Regions from separate parts of the Sus scrofa genome. Here region 1 is linked to region 2. Evidence: chromatin contacts called from public HiChIP or PLAC-seq data. All regions are on one chromosome and are shown on one strand. Each heading gives the region's core, a stretch centred on a gene start, on an enhancer-like site or on the middle of the called end of the contact. The rest is flanking DNA. Distances are from core to core; before and after follow the strand shown.

Region 1 (2,700 bases), core at 152-2,651, 230 kb before region 2:
ACTTCTCTGCTGCACTCTCAAAGATGGAATGAACCTGACTTTCTCTAAACGTTTCATTTCTACATACATGCACGCTTTTAAATTTTTTCATGAAACAAAACTTCTCACTCATCCTCAATATTCTATTTTTTAAAACCTACTTCTAAACTTCACAATAATAAATTTAGAAAAGGGGGAAAGAAGGATGGTTTTATCCACTACAACTTCGTGAGGCCATCGCTTTAGCTACGGAAAAGTCAAGGCTCAGTAAACTACACGTCCCACCATGCTTTGCTGCCTTGTTCAGAGTAGGTCTCTACGGAAACAGAAAAAAAAAAAAAAAAAAAATTCTACAAGTCCCACCTGTTACTTCGTTTCTAAACACCTCCAGCACTTTCAGCTGCAACAGCAAACATAAAACAAGAGCCTCGTGACCTCCGGCCGGATCCGGGAGCCCAGACAAGCAAGGGGCCCGGGGTCAGGCGGCAGATCTGCTACAGCGGGTGGGTTCTACCCAGCGCCAGCGCTCCCCTCTTCTTTCCGGGGCTGGGTGCACGCACAAGCCTTCTCCTATCTGCATCCAATGGGGGCTCTTCAGCCGCAAAAGGGAGAAGAACCGGTTACTGTGCAAGCACAACAGACTTCCCCATGCCGGGGCGGGGGCTACCACGGAGTCGGGGTGAGAGCGTCGCGACCCAGAGAGCAGCTTCAAAACACCAAGAGGATTCGTCGCAGAGCAGGGAGAAGCCACAGCCCCGTGGCGACCCTCTTCCGCTGGCGCCTCCATTCCCACAGGGACCACAAACCCGACACTAACCGCCGCCCTCGCCGCGCGGTTTTTTGCCCCCTCAGTCGAGTGGCAGGACCATTGACCCCCCCACCCCGCGCCGCTTCCCCTGCGACCGGTGGGCGGAGAAGGAACGAAAACCTCCTGGCTTTCCACTCCGCTCCCTCCTCCTTACCGTCTTGGCGGCCTCCGCCCAGGTCCTGCCCTTCTTCCTACGGCCCTTTTCCCTCATGTCGGGTCTTGAACTGACTGGGAGGCTCCCGTGTCCGGGCTCCAGCCGCCCTCCCTGCCTGCTCTGCCCTGCGCTGTTTTTCCCGCGGTGCCGGGAAAGGTGGGAGAAAGGGGAAGTCAGGCCAGAGGAGCACCCAAGCAGAGGAAGCGGCGGCGGTGGTGCGCGGGGTGGGGGTGGGGGGGGGAAATCTATGAAGCGGCCGGTCCTCCTGCTGCCGTTGCCACTGCTACCGCCGCTGCCATATTGGGTCCTTACTGTACAGGCAGCCGCTACGGTCATGTGACCGCTCCCGCGCGGCCGTCACTACTGTACGCAGCCGGCCGCGCGAGCGAGCGCGCGCGCGCTCCCGCCACCTGCGCCGGGCTGCGGAGAGAGCGAGCCAGCAGTGCCCGGCGCCTAGCCACGCCCCCGCCCTTCCGCTCTCCGCCTCTCCTCGCGAGCTTGCGCAAAGGGAAGGACCGACGCTGCGCTGCGTCGGGCGTCCTGCGCTTACGCCTACAGCAAAAACCTGCGGAAGCGGAACTTGATCCGTCCCGGAAGGTTTATTGAGCGGATTCTGACCGCGTTGGGAGGGCGTTACGGTGACTTTATAGACATAATCCTGGGGAGAACCGTGCTCTTCCTTCTAGGAGCAACCCTCCCAAGTATCACTTTCAATGAGCCTCGAAGTTGCGTTTTTTTGTCTATGTTCATTTTCATAAAGGCTCTCTTTTTGAAGGTTTGCAGTAATTCTAGCCTATCTGTTTATGCCATCTGATAGATGAAGCAATTTGAGTTTGAGTGACTTGCTAAACTCACGAGTCTGGAATGCGGTGAAACCAAAAATCAAATTACCGCCTCAGAGTCCTTTCTGTCTCCCCAGAGTGCCTCTCAAACTTAGGTGACCTTTATTTTAAGGCCACCAATAACTACATTCACACTTTTACTTGTGAATGTCTCATCAAGGACACAAATGGTGTCTTTTTTATCTGGGTGAGTTCAGTCCCTGGCACAGTGCCTGTACATATCAGGCGCCCAGTAAATATTTGCTGAATGATTCAGCTGTAGCTGTAGTCAGAAACCATTATTTGTAATGACCTTAACTGCCTCCTGAAAGATACAGAATGTGGCATCTTCCATCGAAATGTCCTTGTCTTGATACTTTGCAAAAAGGGCAGTAATGCCTACTAATCTCCCAAGTCCACCTGCTTCCAGAAGCTGCTTCCGGTCTACTAAATTTACTATGTTCTAAAATAAGACTGAGAGTTGGGCTGCCTCTTGGGAGAAAAGACAGTTGAGAACAATACTTATCTTGGAGTCCAAGGATGCGTTTCAGAAGCTCATGGCCCCTCTAAAATTATGGAAAGTATTTTGTATGTGTTAGTTGTGTATTTTTTGAGAAGAGGATTCATAACATTTCGTCATTTTTTTAAAGGAGTCTTTTACACACGTACACAAGTCTTAAGAGGGCGTCTGAGAGGGCTTCTGGAAACTTCTTTATCTTTCCCCTTCAACCATTGACAGTCAAACAGCCCCATATCAGCAATTGATACGGTCATGTTTTCACCAATTTCTTTAGTGATAGCATGATCCGTAACACTCAAGGGATGTACCGTCTCCCTCTAAAGCCTAGGTCTATAGTCTGTTCAAGAAGCAGCTCTCCATTCCTAGCCATTGCCTGGGACTTGTCATCTAGCCCTGTTGCCTGAGAATTTTACCTCAG
Region 2 (2,769 bases), core at 260-2,759:
CCTTTCCCTTCCTGGATTCCAGTATTTTCTTTTTCTTTTTCTTTTTTTTTTTTTTTTTTTTTTTTTTTTGGCTTTCCTGGGGCTGCTCTGGTGGCATATGGAGGGTCCCAGGCTATAGGGGTCTAATTGGAGTTGTAGATGCTGGCCTATGCCAGAGCCACAGCAACACCGGATCCGGAGCCGCATCTGTGACCTACACCACAGCTCACAGCAACGCCGGATCCTTAACCCACTGAGCAAGGCCAGGGATCAAACCCGCAACCTCATGGTTCCTAGCTGGATTTGTTAGCCACTGAGCCACAACAGGAACTCCCGGTATTTTCACCTTTCTCTATTTTCTTCTTCCCTCTGGCTCGTTTCCCTTTCCCACCTCCTTAGAGAAGAGCCCACCCCAGCTGCATAGACTCAAGTAAGTTCTTTCAATCAGGTTACCCCAAGTCACAGCCTTGTGGTGGCTGAAGGAAGAAAAAGCTGAGGGCCAGCTGCTCAGCCTTCTTGGGTGCTGGCTAGGCCAGGTCATGGAGTTAGCATTGGCTGGGAGGTGGGAGGCCTGCCTTCCAGCCACAGCTCTGCTTCCTTCCTGCGGTGTGACCTTGGAGCAAAGCATTTCTGCTCTTGGAGTCTCTCTTTCCTCTGCACAAGGTGGAGCTCGATCAAGCGATCTGAATTGTCTCTTCCTGCTGAGAAGTTGTGTTCATCTTCTCTTGGGGTTCAGGTAATGGGATGTGGGATGTCAGTCACCTCGGAAGAGAAGGTTTGTGTGTATGTGTGGATGGGGGCCTACCTGGGGTACCAAGGCTGAGGACTAGAGTCCATGGAGCCTCCAGAAACACCAGCCTGTGTCTATGCTGGAGCTATTGGTGACGGTCAGTAAGAAGTCGCTGGTAACCTGGGAGGTGCACTATACAGCGGGGGTGGAGGGGGCGCTATTAGTCTTCCCACAACCCAGCAAGGCAGTGGGATTTGTAGTGAAACGTAGCTTCAAGTCGAGCTGCCCCTGACCTCTCTGAGCCTCAGTTTGCTCCTCAGTAAAATGGGGTTAATGAGACAGCCTCTCCACGCCGGCTGAGGCTGGAGGTGAAAGATGTCCTAGAGGCAGCAACGGCTGCTAGGATCGCAGCGGCTGAATGCCAGGCAGAAGCTTTAGGAAGCCAAGCAGGACCTGGCGTGGGACGGAGGCCCGGAGAGGCGCACCTCTTAGCCGGGAAGCGGATCCGAACACACTCCACCGGGAAGAGGAGGCCGACGCCCACCCCCGACCCCTCGGATGCCGCTTCGAGCCTTCCTTTTCCCTCCAGGCGCCGGCCTGGGGTGCGTGGTCCCCGGCTGTCACCTGGACTTTCGAGGAGGGGGCGGGCGAGCGGGGCGGGCGGGAGGCGGGCCTTGGCGGCGGCGGCGGGGGCTGGGGGTGGGGCAGGGGGCGGGGGGCGGGAGGCGGGGGGCGGGAGGCGGGAGGCGGGGGCCGGCGCGGGGCCGGCGCCGGGCCGGGAGGCCGGCCACGTGACGCCCGCAGCCCCTGCCCGGCAGCCAGGCAGCGAGCGCCGCGGCGTCCCCAGGAGGTGGCGGCGGGCGCGGAAGCCCGGGCCGCGAGGGACTGGCCGTCGGGGCCCCAGGACGGCGGCCCCGGAGGCGCCCATGCCATGGAGAAGCTGGCGGCTGGGCTGGCCGGCCTGCGCTGGAGCATGGGCGCCTTCCCGCTCGACCTCATCGTCAGCCGCTGCCGCCTGCCCACGCTCGCCTGCCTCGGGCCAGGTACCGAGGGTGAGGGGAAGGGCGACTGGGCGACCGCGGGGCCATCGGGGACCCTCCCGGCAGGTGCTAGCGGCGCCGAGGGGATGCGGCCCCTGCCCTCCTGCTCCCCGACGCGGGCCCAGTGCCGCTCCTGGCGCCCCTCCCCGGAGACCCGGGGCTCACCAGCCAGGGGCCGCCTCCTCCCCGGTCCCGCGGAGAGGCACAGGGACAGAAACCTGAGACAGGGACTGGGGCTGGGCCCGGGACAGAGTTCTCCGGCCCAGCTGGCGCCCGGAGCGCGGCGGAGCCACCGAGCCCGCCCCGTCGGTGCACCCTCTTCCCCCCCGCTAGCCTCAGACCCCCGCCCGGGCGGCGCCCCCCTGCAGGCCTTTGTCTCCGGCCTCTCACCTCGATCCTCCCGCATCCCTTGGGTCCCGAACTCCGTCTTCCCACCGCTACCGCCCCCCAGCCCCGCTGGGTCCCTCTTGAGGCGCTTCTCGCACCCTCCTTTCGCGGCCGGAGGAGCAGCCTCCGGTCCTCGGGGACGGCAAGCCACCTCTGGGCTAGACTGAGCAAGGCTTCCCGCCGGGCGTGCCCCCCAAGCCCCCGGCTCTCCCCACATCTCGCCCCACTTCTCTTTGGGGCCCGGGGGCCAGGGCGGCTCTGCTGATGCTTGTGGGCCCCCGAGAGGCAGTGCGGAGCGAGGGGACTGTTGGAGGGAAGGGGGGCTGCTTGGCTGGGGGAGGGGAAGGAGTCGGGGCTGGCAGCCAGGCCGGGGGTTTTGTGTGTGAGAAGAATAGGGGTTTGGCCCGCGCTGGCACACTCGCTTCCCTGAATGCTAATGGGGCGCGCGGCCACAGGCTCCTCGCCTCACCGCGAGTGAAGCCGGGCAGCCCTTCCGCCGACCTGCGGCGGCGAGGAGCCGGCACAGTGAGCGTCAGCGGGTCCCAGGCGAGGGCTCCGTGAGAGCGTCCAGGCCTGGGCCGTCGGGCAGGGGTGCCCGGCCCTGCAGTGTCTTGCTGTCCGGATGGTCAGCGT

The links. HiChIP or PLAC-seq counts read pairs in DNA pulled down with a chosen protein or histone mark.
Region 1: a contact with region 2 is called in an H3K27ac HiChIP or PLAC-seq map of alveolar macrophages. The contact joins the promoter of ASXL2 here to the promoter of GAREM2 in region 2. A contact is called at or near these places in 1 of 5 promoter capture datasets (fetal liver), 1 of 47 Hi-C or Micro-C datasets (epiblast stem cells) and 1 of 2 datasets of contacts at active chromatin or transcription factors (alveolar macrophages).

What each region holds. Positions count from the first base shown.
Region 1 is chr3:113,043,489-113,046,188 of Sscrofa11.1, reverse strand. ASXL2 (putative Polycomb group protein ASXL2) reads right to left here and starts at 1,401. Exons shown (of 13, transcript XM_021087739.1): 1 at 942-1,401. The coding sequence starts at 1,277.
Region 2 is chr3:112,816,323-112,819,091 of Sscrofa11.1, reverse strand. It overlaps GAREM2 (GRB2-associated and regulator of MAPK protein 2), which reads left to right and starts at 1,509. Exons shown (of 6, transcript XM_003125325.5): 1 at 1,509-1,752. The coding sequence starts at 1,641.